Linked DNA regions of Hordeum vulgare: regions 2 and 3 are each linked to region 1. A link is a contact called in public Hi-C data. All regions are on one chromosome and are shown on one strand. The core of a region is the stretch at or near the end of the contact, and the rest is flanking DNA. Distances in the headings are between cores, read along the strand shown.

Region 1 (4,702 bases), core at 1,120-3,619:
CTTATAAATGAACTATTTTTTTGAGAAAATGTTTCTTACATTACACAGTACTCCCCCGTCCCAAAATAAGTGTCTTAAGTTTAGTACAACTTTGTACTACAGCTAGTACAAAGTTGAGACAGTTATTTTGGGACAGAGGGAGTAATATATAACATATCTCTCCGCGTACCTTTGTTTATAAAATCATATGGCAGAATTGCCTTGTTTGTCGTAAATCTTTGCCCTTATAAAAGCTTTATAAAGTAGGGCAAACACTCCTCGGCTACTGGTCGAGGAGGCTGAAGCCGATGGTCGATCAACAAAGTCTTGTACAATGCGGATCCGAGCATTGATGATGTAAAGTACTTTGGTACGTAACAAAGTTTGTTTCAAACCAATATTGATCCTTAATTCGACCACTTCTGCCCAAATTAAGACTCGGGGGGCTACTGCATTGCCTATTCAATGCAGCAAATTCAAAATGCAGTATGGTTTCCGAGGAGATTCGATCCTCGGGTTGGTCGGCCGCACCCATCCTGAGTCTCGAGAACTACTGCGGATTGCATTTGTGTCCCTAAAGTATGATTCTGAGCAAGAACTTGATCCTCATGTCGATTTTGCAAATCGACCTAAGTCTCAGGGGCTACTCGGATCAGTGGTTTTATTTTTATCCTTTGAGTGCATCTCGGGTTTTAGACCGACATGCACCTTGAGGGCTACTCGTTATATAGCTTGTGAGAGAATAAATTGCACCAATCGGAATTAAATTCCACAAAAAATAGCCCAAGGCCGAGGTGGTGCACCAACTAGGAAGCAGTCCAACATAAAGCTCGGTTGTAATTCAGAGTTGGAGCTCGGCTACAAAAAGACACTTCGAAAGCTGCCCGACGTAGAGCTCAGATACAATTCAGCGTTGGAGCTCGGCTGCAAAAAGATACCTTGGAAGAAATCCAGCATAAAGCTCAGATGTGAATGGCTGGCTCCATAAAAGACCATTCCGACATTTAAGCTCGGATGAACTCCTTCAAATTTTCAGAGACCGGGGTAATCTATGACACCTCGGATGCCGACTAGCGTTGGAGCTTGGGTGCAAAAAGACACCTCGGATGCAGTTCGGCGTTGGAGCTCGGGCGCAAGAGGACACCGCCACACGGGAAACACTTCAAACCCAAGGCGTGGTGTAAAAAATTACAAGGCATTGATAAAGGCCGAAAACTTAAAGGGGCTCCTCGGATGCCCGACGTGTGAAGTCTTCAGATACACTTCGTCGATCCTCAAGATCGAAGATGGGAAGATTTGTTGAACCAGTTTTCAAGACCGGTGGCCGAAGACGAAGAATAGTTTGGAAGAACCAAGGAGCGTCCCCAACTTGAAGACCGATTCAGGGGGCTACTGATGGTGTCCTGGAATAGGGGGGTACTCATCACGTCGTCTCCCGATCAGTAGGGCGGGCCGAGGACCCCCATGGCGGTTCACTAATGGGCTAGTTCGGACAACCCATGATGCATACAAGGAAGATTCCGCAAGACTTCGCGCAGAAGACAAGGACTCCTCTAAACCCTAGATCTACAGTAGTACATTATATAAACCGAGGCCATGCTAGTCAATGGACAACCTCATATTCATTACTACAATCTCATGGTAGATACATGTAATATATAGTATCCCCATATCAATACAATCAAAAGCAGGATGTAGGGTATTATCTCCTTGAGAGAGCTCGAATCTGAATAAAACTTTGTGTCCATATTACCATCGCTCCAAGACGCCTTGCTTAGGACCCCTACTACGAGATATGCCGGATTCATAATCGACAACCATGTCGGGGAATGCGTCCGCGGCGGCGGACATTGTCGGGCTTAAATCGTGGACGGGCAGGCGGGCCAGGGAGTGCGCGGTCGGGGTGGACAGCGCATGGCTCCTTCACCGCATGTGTGGCCCGAAACGGGCGGCGTCAGGATGAGGCGGGAGGCGCCGGGGCGAGCCGGGGCGCCAGGGCGAGGCATGCCGTGGCCGGAGATGGCTCATCGGGACGAGAGAAAAAAAGAAAAAAAAGCTATAGTGGAATACAGTTCCATTTACGGGGTCTGCTCTGCCGAGACAATTTCATACCGTAAAAACAGTTTATAATGTCCTTTATACATGCTTTAAGGGTTAATTTTTACGAGGTGTGGTAGAGATGCTATGAAAGAACTTATCTCAATAGGTTATGCAGCCGGTTTTACTCACAGTTGGGGGTCAAAGCCCTTCGTATCTTTTGCAATTTGCAAGCAACATGAAGAGCGAGCGTCCGCAAACGCAAGCACGTGTGCACGGAGGAATCACCGTCGGAAACGGAACCAAAGCAGCAAAAACACCTTCCGGTTAAGTTTAATCCAATCCAGTCCAATCATCACACGGAAACACCACGTCTCCTCTTTACATGTACGAAAAGCAATTACTCTAGCACTAGTACACGGCGCAGACGCCACGCAAAGCCCAAGTCCGGCGTCGCCTCCTCCTCCTCCGGCGATAGGGTTTCCTCCCGATGGAGCAGCCCTCCACCTCCTCGCCGTCGGCGCCTCTCCCGCGGCGGTCGCCGACGAAGGTCAGGCTGCGGCGCCAGAGGCTGGAGGCGCTCCTGCAGGAGCTCCGCCAGACGCTCGACGGGCTGGGCGACGCCGATCTCGGCGCCTCGCTCTCCGACGCGGCCGCCGACTCCGAGGCGTCCGAGTACGGGGACAACGAGGGCGGCGACGACGACGGTGACTCGGCGGCTTCGATGGCGAGCGACTCCGACCGCGCCACGGACCAGGTACGGATGTGGCGAGGTTTGGGACTTCGAGCCTGAAAATTCAGCACACGAAGCTTTAATTAGTTGCATTAATTGGCGTGTAACTGTTGAGGAATTGCTGTAATTCTACCAATTTACCGTTATTTCAGGTTTGTCGAACTAGTTTGGTCGGTTATTAGCCATCTACTAGATCTGAGTTGGGTGCCTTGTTTCCGGAACCAGTTAAAAAGTGCTTTGATACTTACTGTTTCTCATATTTGTATGTGGTTCCTCTGCGTGGTGAGTGCTGACTGGGACCAGTAAGGAACCTGTGAACATCTGGAGTCAGATACTCTACCATGGAAAGATGCCCTTTTATTGGAAGCAGGATCAGATGCAGTGAGGTTATCCAAAGTATAGATGTTGGCATCTGTGATGGTGGTGGAACAATGTAATGTGATGGTTTAGGCTAAACATCTTCTTAGTATTCATAAACTAGGAATATAACTGCCGTTAACAGGGCATGAGGATCAAGGATCAGTATAGCACGTGCAATCATTTTCCTATTTTGCATGTTATCCCCACTTTCCCCATTTAGAATGTGTGCCAAACAATCTCGTGTCACTTGGATTTATATTCTCGAGTGATATGAGGGGGAGCATGGAGAGTTTTTATTGTAGTTCGACTGTTGCCATGAAGCTGTTAGCTGTCTCAACGCTCTGAAGTCTGAACGGCTTGCTTTCACCTTGCAGATGTTGGATCTCCTTAAATCTAGGTTTGAATCACCTGAATTTCTTCAGGAGTTCCATGAAATTCAAAAGTCTGTATGTCAAAATGGTGCAGGTATGCCTCTGCCGAATGCACTTGTTATTACTGCTGGTAGTGCCTATAATACTCATGCAGTGGAATGTTGTGTTTCACATATCTTTTTATTTAACCTTTCTCGAAATAGAGTTGCGATACTCTAAAGTTCGTTTATGTTCTTTGCCACAGTTGAATTGGATACATCATGGGATGTAATAAAGGCGGGAGATGTGTGGGAAGATGATGACGACAACGGATATGTTCTTGTTAAGCCAGAGGATGCAGCTGAAGGGGTAGCTTTCTTTGTAGCCACATACTTATCAACACTTACAAAAACCAAGGTAGGAATGTCCTGCTATTTTCACTTCAATGTGATTCTATCATCACCTTGAAACCTTCGTTCCTTTTCCCTTATGATGTGGTTTGATGCAATGAACGATCATTGATTTAACGTCTGTCCACATGATAATCAGTATATTTGAGAAAATTTGGTTCATTTCCGTGTCACACATCTCTCTTTATAAGAGATGCCCCAGTCACCATGTTCCGGACTTGATATACTTGTGCTGCTCTTCTCTATAATATCTCAGTGTTGTTCTTTTTTACCGAGTCGTTTCTCTTCATGTATGAGAGTTGATCTATACATCTGATCCATGAATATCTCATGTTCTACAGGAATTATCTCCTGATCGACTTCAGAAAGGTTTGCTCTCTCTTTTCTTTGTCATCAGAATGATTACTCTAATCATTTCAAATGAAAGTTTTAATGCTGAACTTCATCACCGCTCTTCTGCCAGCCCTTAAGAAGACATTTTCAGCCGAGAAGAGAAAAGGCAAGCTTCGGAAGGCATGGGATGGGACAAAAAACATTTATAATGTAGCTTCATGGGGTGCTACAGCTGTTGGGTAAGTTATTTCACTAACCTTGGGCATGAACTTTCAAGAAATGTTGACCCAACCTGCATAACTTGTTACTAAGCTTGAGTTCCCGATGGAAATACTGTAAATTAGTTTTCTATCAATTTCATTTCACAAAGCACACAAACTGCTGAGCATAGTCAAATGTGCTGCCAGCTATGTCTTCAGAGTTTGTCTTGGTCATCCGTTATGTAATCTCGTCCAGTCCAGTCAGTTACATACTGTTGCAGGCTTCAAAATGCTCCTATA
Region 2 (4,702 bases), core at 798-3,297, 490 kb before region 1:
GAACAATGTGAAGTATGGCTACTACGATAAAGACGAAGAGCTTGACATCGAGTATGAGAAGATCATGAGGAGCTTAGTCTTATGACAAACCTTAAAGAATACATGATCGGAGGAAAGGAGTCGATACTCGACAATGAATGCACCGATCATATGATCAAAGATAAAGTCACGTTTCATGATATCACACCAAATCGTGGACAACGCAGGTATGTGACATTTGGTGATAACTCCAAGGGTAAGGTATTTGGTCTTGATAATTAAGGTGGTCATATCTCATGATAGTTTTATTCAAAATATCATGCTAGTTGAATCCCTTGGCTACAATCTTCTTTCCGTATCTAGATTAGCGGATTTTGGTTTCAGTGTGCATTTTACGGAAGTTGATTGTCAAGTGTTTCGTTGTGAATCATGACATGATCTTTACTGGTTTTCGTAGAGGTGATCTATACATTGCCGATTTTACAAAAAAATCCAAACCTCCAACATGTTTTATTGTAAAATCTTCTAAAGGTTGGTTATGGCATAGAAGGCTAGGACATGTTGGTATGCGTAATCTTGACAAGCTTATCAAAGGTCATCATATTGTCGGTGTTAAAATGTTATGTTTGACAAAGATAGACTTTGTAGTGCTTGTCAAGCAGAAAAATAAGTTGATGAAAGTCATCCCGTGAAAAACATCATAAGTACTAGAAGGCCACTCGAGCTGCTTCATATGGATCTGTGTGATCCCAACGTTTATAAAAGCCTCGGTAAAAATTCTTTTGGTTTAGTCAACGATCCATGGGTGAGACGTGGAGTGTACACCCTCCGCGTACGTGGCACTGTCTGATCGCGAGGTGCTCGTGCCTCGCGGTCCACGCGGGCCTATATATCGTTTTCATATTATCTTGCTACTATGTCAGCGATGGAAATTAACCTGCAATTATGCTACGTAGCTACCAGTACTGGTAGCTACTACTCTACCAGCTAGCCTTGAAAACAACGAGGTTGCGATCTTAATTAATGGCAGCAAGATCGCAGCAGCAATAGTGCATGCACAGTTATACGTACGAAAGGGACTTGCATCTGACAAGAAACTTACGTGGAAATCCTTGTTGACCAGCATGCCGACGACGCTGAAGGCCGTGGCCGTGATCCCGATTACCATCTGGATCTCCAAGACGAGCGTGTACGTGACGGCCGCGCCCGCGCGCGCCGCGTGCCGCGCCTGGCTGAGCTCCATGAGCGGCAGCACGAGGCCGTACAGCGCCGCGGACCCCAGCGTCATGGCGAACCCGGCGTAGTACTGCGCCCGGGACACCCCCGCGGGGCGGTCGCCTCCGCCGTTCAGCCCCAGCATGGCGGCGCCCACGACGAGCAGCACCACCGCGTTCACCGAGAAGGCCGTGAACCGATGGCGGACGACCAGCAGCGCGAACACGGCCGTGAAGGCCAGCTGCGTCGAGATGAGGATGGAGGAGGTGGACACCGGGAGGTTGGCCAGCCCGTATGCGTAGAGGTAGTTGATGAGCCCGATCACGAGGCCGATGGCGATGGTGGCGGCCAGGAGGCCGGCTGACATGAGCGAGAGCGAAGCGGCCTCGGTGGCGCTCTCTTCGCTCTGGCGGCGCCGCCGGCGGGAGATGAAGGAGACGCAGAGCGGCGGGAGCAGGAGCGGCCACCCGGCGGTCTGGAGCAGGCTGGTCAGCCATTTGCTTGTGCCGCCGTGAAGGTAGTAGGCGCGAAGGAGGAGCGGGCCAGACACCGTGCCAAGAGCCATGAGGAGGAAGTTGACGACGACGACGGGGTTGCGGTACAGTGGTTTAGCGGCGCCAGCGCCGGCGCCGGACCGCTGTTCTGAACCGCCGTCGGCGCCGGACCGCTGGTCCGAAACGCCGTCGACGTTGTATGCTCGCTGCTGCGGGCTCATAGGTGCTGTTTCTATCTCCATGACCATGGGATTGCTGTGGCCTAAAGCACACACACCTAATGTTTTGTAGAAGAAGCAAGCGCACGAATAGGCCTGTTTCTCACTCGGCTCAACTACCATAGACGTGAGTTGTGCGTGGGGTTTTATATATGGAAACACTTAAATTCATCCGGCTGATTTCTTGCCTCATTTGCCTGCCACGTGACCACCCACGTTATGCAGCTCGGTCAACTGCCCAGCCCCACGTACCGCATCTCTCCTCAACTAACCTTACCATCACGTTCTTCTTCGCCCCGCTCATACTTTCTTTTCCACATAAACGCCATGGCTGCTGCTAGCTCTGTGTGACCCCTCTTCTCCTGACTGGTGTTTGTAAGACGGCCTAATGTTTTGCTGCAAGCCTGTCATGGGTGAGTGATGGTGGCGCTGCCGCGTGCAAGGCGTGCTGCGAGAGGGCGTTAGCGGGGTCGTCAGGTTACAACATCATCCTTGCTGCAAGGAGTCTTAGGTTCTCCGATGTAGCGCCATGGAGCTGCGTGATGCGCGATGGAGCTATAATGAAGCTTCGCTGATGCTACGATGGAACACTCGTCCAACTGCCGATAGATCTCGGGCAATGGAGTTTTGGGCGCACTGCAATGAAACACTCGTCAACATGTCGAAATATCTTTCGCAATGGAGCATCGCCGTTGCTGTGATGGAGCATTGTCGGGTAGCCGGGACATCGTCGGTGCTGCAATGAAGCATTTATCCGACTGTTGGAATATCACCCGCGGTGCGACGGAGCATTACCGACACTGCAATGGAGCATGATCGGGCTGTCGGAACATTGTCGGTGCTGCAACGGAGCATCACCGACGCTGTAATGGAGCATGGCCGAGCCGCGGGAACATCGTCGGTGCTGCAACGGAGCGTCACTGAGCCGTCGAAGCATCACCGGCATTGTAATGGAGCGTGGTTGGGCCGCGGGAACATCGTCGGTGCTGCAATGGAGCATCACGGTGCTGTCGGAGCATCACCGACGCTGGAATGGTGCACGGTCGGGCTGCGGGAACATCGCTGGTGCTGCAACGGAGCATCATCGAGTCGTCGGAGCATCACTGCTGCTATCGAGCATATGCGGAGCAATGGAGCATCAATGGTATTTGAAGGGATGATCGTAGTAGGAGCATTGCTGCAACCCAGAGCTCGTCGGCGCTGCTGTTGTGATCAATGTATACGACAAGCTTCTGTTGTAAGGTGACCAACGACGTGGCCGCTGCAGCCTGAGGGTTGTAGCTGGTGCTCGCCGGCTAAGTGTTTCTATCCCTAGAGTTCCGTGTGTGACGATGCGTTGATGGCTAGAGGTTTCAGAAAGACGTGCAAGTTGGGACTAAAGCCATGGCATGGCATGGTCCAGTCTTAACGAATCTAGCGGCCCGAATCATGTCGTATTGACACAAATCAACGATGAATGAGGCGGCTTATTTCCTATTGGCATCATCCGGTTGACGCCTAGCAGGCACCTTTATATAGTGTATTACACCACAAATGCTTGAACTTAGCAAGGCAAGTCCATTTGGTGCCAAAACATGTGACATATTGTACGTTGAATCGATAATAAAACTTGACTTGAACGTGCATTTACGATGTTAATCCTGTTTGTATACACTCAACATGCTAACAAGACGTGTCAATGTGGCGTGGGACCCACTGTCAATGACTGTAAACACGGGGATGGAAGGACGAGTAGGGTTTTTGTGAAAACAACTTAGAATATTTTCATCACCAAAGATTCCCTTGATTATTTTCCTTAAAAAAACAATGAGACCCACCGTTAGGAAAATTACAAAGGAAAAAAGCGTACAAAAGAAGGGATTCGCAACCTCATACTAATAAGCAGAAGGTGATAGCCACCCGGCGAAGTCAAGCTTGTTGTCTTGCTGGATAGCTACATATCGTGATCCATATTTGTCATTTCAAAGAAAACCTAATGATCGAGATGGGGCTTAAATGGATTACAGTGATCGCGGCTCATATTTACCATGATAGTGTTTTTCATCCAAAATATTATATATAATTCATATTACTATTTAAATTATATAATATCTTTAAGTAATGCTTATATATATTTTAGAATTACATGAACAATATTTTAAGTAGTACGGAGTACTAATCTTTCTCGTAAGTAGTACATGAATATTTACCCGAATGCATGAATACAGCCTAAAAGAATATGAATATTTTTCTGAAATATTAATAATGCATGATTTCTTTTATAATCTGCAATTTTATTATAATTCATAAATGTTATTTTAAGTATAGAAATATTTCTAGAAAATAATTTAATATATGATGGGATAAGATGGACATTCTTGTAACACTAGTAGAAAAATGTCCATTTGTCCCGGTTTCAGAGGCCCATTAACCCCGGTTCCTAAACCGGGACTAAAGGGTCGGGACTATAGTCCCAAACCTTTTCGTTCCGGTTGACTTATGAACCGGGTCCAAAGGAGCTCCACGTGGCCGCTGCGGGGAGCCCAGACAGTAGGATCTTTAGTCCCGGTTGGTCACATCAACCGGGACCAAGTTGCATCCACGCGCCAGCATGTGGCTGGAGCTGTTTTTTTTTTGAATTCGGGAGGGTTGGGGGGTTGGGGGGTTTTGGAGGGTTAGTTTAGTGGTTTCATATCGTGTTAGCTAGCTAATAGAGAGAAGTGACATCTCTTTCTCCGTGCTTGATCGATGCTAGCTACTATACATATAGAAAGAATTTGACGCTAGCTAATAAGAAAATGAAGGAAACCATTTACA
Region 3 (4,702 bases), core at 1,312-3,811, 330 kb before region 1:
AATGTATATATACTTTAAAGTGTGTTTATATACATTCGTATGTACTAGTTTATAATGAAATTTTAAAAAAAAAAACTTATATTTAAAAATGGATGGAGTATTACTAGAAAATCATGCAGCAATGTGTCTTGTACGACGATTGATTGGGGGCTGGCCACACTCATCATTAATGTCTGTCAAATTGTGTCGTCCAACAATTGTGCGTGACAGCATTACATTGAGCGGGCAAACAACTTTTTATTCCTTGTGTGGAGGACTGGGGTCTAGATGATTCCTTGGTTTTCTTCACTGAGATCGTGTGTTATCTCCACTCAGAGCGGCATCTCCAATAACCATAAGCCAGAGGCCATTCGCCTAATGTCGCCCTCGGGTTGCAGCTGCGCTGATGGCATCCATGAAAAGAGAGGCTGGAAAGCAACGGCCGCCTGTAGCCACCATCAACTTGATTCCCCTGGGCTCCGATCGTTCCTTGTACGAGTAGGACGGAACAGCTAGCGCCCACGTTACCGGGTTCAATATGCTCGGTCCGGCTCTCGTCGTTTTCAGCATGATCACATTCAGAGGCTAGGCTCACAGGCTCCGCCAATAATTCCTTGGGTCCAAATGGACGTCGCGGGATGTAATTAACTCCGATCATGTGTGTGATTGCTTGGGTCCAAATGGACGGCGCGGGATGTAACTACGATCCTGACTGTCCAGCGAGCACGTATTCACACGCCATCCACGTGAGGGTGAAGTCTGTCTTACTACCATAGATACTTCCTTTATCATGGTTAGAAAGCATGGTTAAATTTTATAATAGACAAGTTTAAGACGCGTTGCATTTACTCCTAGCAACTTTTTTTAAGGGTTCAATCAAGACTTTATTCACTCAAATTCCATAAATTGTGGGATACACGTCGGCGTGTGAAAACCATACGTGGATTTGGATCGTGCGGGATCGACATCCACATATGTCTCCCCTGATCCAGAGAATGAGCAAACTTGACTAGTCTATCGGCGTCGTGGTTCGCCGCTCTACCTTCAAACATGAAATTACAAGAGAATTGAATAGACCTAAGTTTTTTTTTCAGTAATCGTAGCTTGGATGTAACTCCGCCAATAATTGCTTGGATGTAACTCCGATCCCGTGTGATTGCTTGGGTCCAAATGGACGGCGCGGGATGTATAACTCCGATCCTGACTGTCCAGCGAGCACGTACTCATCACACGCGGAGTATGGCCCCGTCCTATTTATTGATGCCAATCGCCGTCTGGTCCAAGGCCAATCTTTTTTCCATTTTTCCAAGGCGGCCGGTGAAATCATCCAGGGGAATTCAAGTGCTGATGGCTACTGTCACGAGTCACGACCCTTTTCGATGCATGGCCCAGGCAAGAGAAACTACTCCAGTACCGTGGCGTACTCCTACTCTACTCCTAGTAGAGTGAAGATGGAGAGAGAGAGAGAGGGGGGGAGGGAGGAGTGATCGCGGAGACACGTGATATGGGCACCTGGAAATCGTTGTTGACGATCATGCCGACGGTGCAGAAAGCGGTGGCGAAGAAGCCCATCACCAGCTGCATCTCCATGACCAGCGCGTAGGTCACCACGCGGCCGCCGCCCGCGGCCCGCTTGTAGGTCAGCTCGATGAGCGGCAGCACCAGCCCGTACAGCGCGGCGGAGCCGAGGGTGAGCAGGAACCCCAGCCAGTACTGCCCCCTGGTCACCCCGGCGGGGCGGTCGGAGGAGACGTGCAGGCCCAGCACCACGGCGCCCACGGTGAGCAGCGCCACCGCGTTCACCGACAGCGCCGTCAGCCGCTGCCGCACGATGAGGAACGCGAACAGGACGGTGAAGGCGAGCTGCGTGGAGATGAGGATCGCCGAGGTGGACACGGGCACGAACGACAGCCCGTACGCGTACAGGAAGTCGTCGGCGCCGGTCGCCAGCCCGAGCCCCGCGGCCGCCACGAGTATCCTCGGCGGGGCCAGCACCACGGGCGCGCTGGGGTCCTGCGCGCGCCGGCGCAGGTACGACGCCGCCACGGGGAGCAACAGCAGCGGCCAGCCGCCCGTCTCGAGCCACGCCGACAGCCACTTCCGGTGCCCGCCCTTGCTGAAGTAGAGGCGGCTCAGGAGCGGCCCGCCCGTGGTGCCCAGCGTCAGCATGCCGCAGTTGAGCGCCACCAGGAGCCGCTGCATCGCCTTGCCGCGCGCCGGCGGCGCGGGCCGCTGCTCGTCGTCCTTGGGCGCCTCCACGTCCATGCCTGCGTTACGAGGGTGCGCGCGTCGTGTGAGTGCTGGCCTGCTGGGTAGCTGGTAGGATGGATGGCGTTTGTCTAGGACTCCATTTTTGGAAGCTAGTGCGCACGGCACTTTGGAGACAACGATGATGCCGGCCGGCCGGCTGCCTAGCTGAGGATATGAATCGAATAAGCTTTTGCTATATCAAAGCTGGTGCAGATGATCGTAACAGCTTGTTGGATGCTCCTACGTGCGAATAGCTTTGGGCTACAAAATACTCTACTTAGTAGGAGTAATAAAATATGGATTTTGTTAAATCACGTCTAAATGTGTCTGAAGTATTGCGCAATTAAGTCTTATTACCAGCTAAAATACTCACGCGTTGCTATGGAATAAAACAATATTTGAAGAGTGATGGCATGCAATCATTTGTCCTCGATTGTCACCGCCGTCCTCAAAGACGCGGCCAAAGCCCTCGACTGTGGGCGCTTCTTACTCGAGTGTCTAATGTCTTCGTCGATGAACGTTTCGGCAACCGTCAGCGTGTCGATGTCATGCAAATCATGATCGTCATTCACCTTGGTGAACACTTGATTGTCCATGTCACGAGCGTACAATGGTAATAGTCCATGTTGTAAGCGTTAGTCGGCCATGTCGTTGAGAACCTGCTGGTTGTCCCCAATGTACGCAACAGCCTGCTGGTCATCCTAGCCCGCGTGCACTTTCAAATTGATTCAACACTATTAGGTGCTTGTCTAATTAATTAATGTCATGCATAATTAATCCTATATAATGGGCAGTATCATATCACGCATATAATATTAATGTATAATATTATCTCTGTAGTGCATATTACAGTAGTATCATGTATACATATTAATATTATAGGTAGTTTTATTTATTGTCAATCAAAACACATAGTAATACAATATTTATTATGATATGGTATCATGATATAATATTTATTTATTTTCATTTACTTCTATATGCACCTTGTTGCCTAGTTATCTAGACGCTTAATTATCTGCTCGCCTAATTATTTAATTACATGTTTAATTGGAAATCCCTACTTTTGATTATCTTCTGCCATAATTAGATGCTTGCAAAAATATTTATTTATATTAATGAGTCAATTTTCAAATTGATTTAACACGAAAAAATACATGTTAAAATGGATCTAATGAATTACATACAATATTACTTGTCTACCTAATTAATTGCATTAATGTATTGATTTTCAAAATAATTTTTGCGTTAATGGTTGCGTCCCAACAACGACTATGTACGCACTCCCTTCAATAGTAACGATGTCAATGATTTTACGAGGAGATTCATGTAGATATTTTCATTTTTTTTCTTTTTCTTGCAAATAAGATCAGCCCTTGACAATGAAATCATGGGCATAGATAACTTTTATCTCTTTTCTTAAGGCGGGCGGATATAATTAGTCATGGATGGTAAAATATGCCCCAGCACCGAGGCCCAGGCTTGTGGCATGGAAATTGGAAAATTTCCATGGAAGTTCCTATTCAGCGCATCAGGCCCCAGGGAAGCTCCTTCGTACCCACGCGCCGGTGTGATGTCTGATCCATGCACACGTTTACATTTAGGCGGCTGCTACAAATCAGTCGGATGATTTCATTAAGAAACCATCCGCCTGTTTAGTCGTCCAATCAACACGTTAGGAATCATCAGATCACAACAAGCAGCAGCTAGCGCCATTGCAGCCTTTCGAGGAGCTCCAACACAACATGAGCAACACGAACGGCGTCCGGTGAGCTCCATTGGAATCCGACGGAGTTCCAGCGGATCACTAACACTCCAGTGAACCTCCATTTCAACTCTCGCCAAGCTCCATAGCAGCCTCGATGGAGCTCCATCGCAGCACCGACAAGCGACGAAGCTCCATCGCAGCACCGACAAGCGAAGCTCCATTACAACTCCGGCTGAGCTTCATTATAACCCCAGCGGAGCTCTCGACGGCTCCGAGGAAGCTCCATTGAGACTCCGACCGAGATTCATTGCAGCCCAAACGAGTTCCAACGTAGCATAGATGCTCCGACACTACTTCATTGCAACTCCGACCGAGCTCCATTGCAGCCCCGGCAGCAACACGTGGTCCATGCAGCGTAGATCGACTTGGCCGAGGGAGTGGTGGCGGAGGGGCGCGCGGGGTGACCTGGACGGAGTGCTGGAGCAGAGGGCGAAGACATACGGCGAGATCCAAAATAAATAATTAACGCATGTGAGGGAAGGAAAACAAATGGATCGTGCTTCGCTAGGCGGAGGTTGAGCGGTTCCTGCGCCCAAAGTGACGCGTGGCTATCGCTTGACGTGGTTGATGTTTTCAAAAAATCAGCTGGATGGTTTTAATACTTTTCCTTACATTTAAGGTTTTAAAAGGAAAAAACACAGGGTAAAACCGCAAGAAAACGCAGAAAGTTTGTTAATAGAATCATCGATTTTGCAAAACAAAATC

Evidence for each region. A called contact is a pair of places that touch in the nucleus more often than the background predicts.
Region 2: a contact with region 1 is called in a Hi-C map of leaf, with 9 times the contacts expected there. The contact joins the promoter of LOC123398956 here to the promoter of LOC123398934 in region 1. A contact is called at or near these places in 3 of 6 Hi-C or Micro-C datasets (leaf and seedling).
Region 3: a Hi-C map of leaf shows a contact between it and region 1, with 10 times the contacts expected there. The contact joins the promoter of LOC123398946 here to the promoter of LOC123398934 in region 1. A contact is called at or near these places in 2 of 6 Hi-C or Micro-C datasets (leaf and seedling).

The regions. Positions count from the first base shown.
Region 1 is chr5H:467,455,299-467,460,000 of MorexV3_pseudomolecules_assembly, reverse strand. It overlaps LOC123398934, which reads left to right and starts at 2,369. Exons shown (of 6, transcript XM_045093377.1): 1 at 2,369-2,773; 2 at 3,484-3,574; 3 at 3,725-3,876; 4 at 4,211-4,238; 5 at 4,333-4,441. The coding sequence starts at 2,507.
Region 2 is chr5H:467,945,535-467,950,236 of MorexV3_pseudomolecules_assembly, reverse strand. It overlaps LOC123398956 (purine permease 1-like), which reads right to left and starts at 2,047. Exons shown (of 2, transcript XM_045093394.1): 1 at 1,082-2,047. The coding sequence starts at 2,029.
Region 3 is chr5H:467,783,460-467,788,161 of MorexV3_pseudomolecules_assembly, reverse strand. It overlaps LOC123398946 (purine permease 3-like), which reads right to left and starts at 2,561. Exons shown (of 3, transcript XM_045093388.1): 1 at 1,492-2,561. The coding sequence starts at 2,244.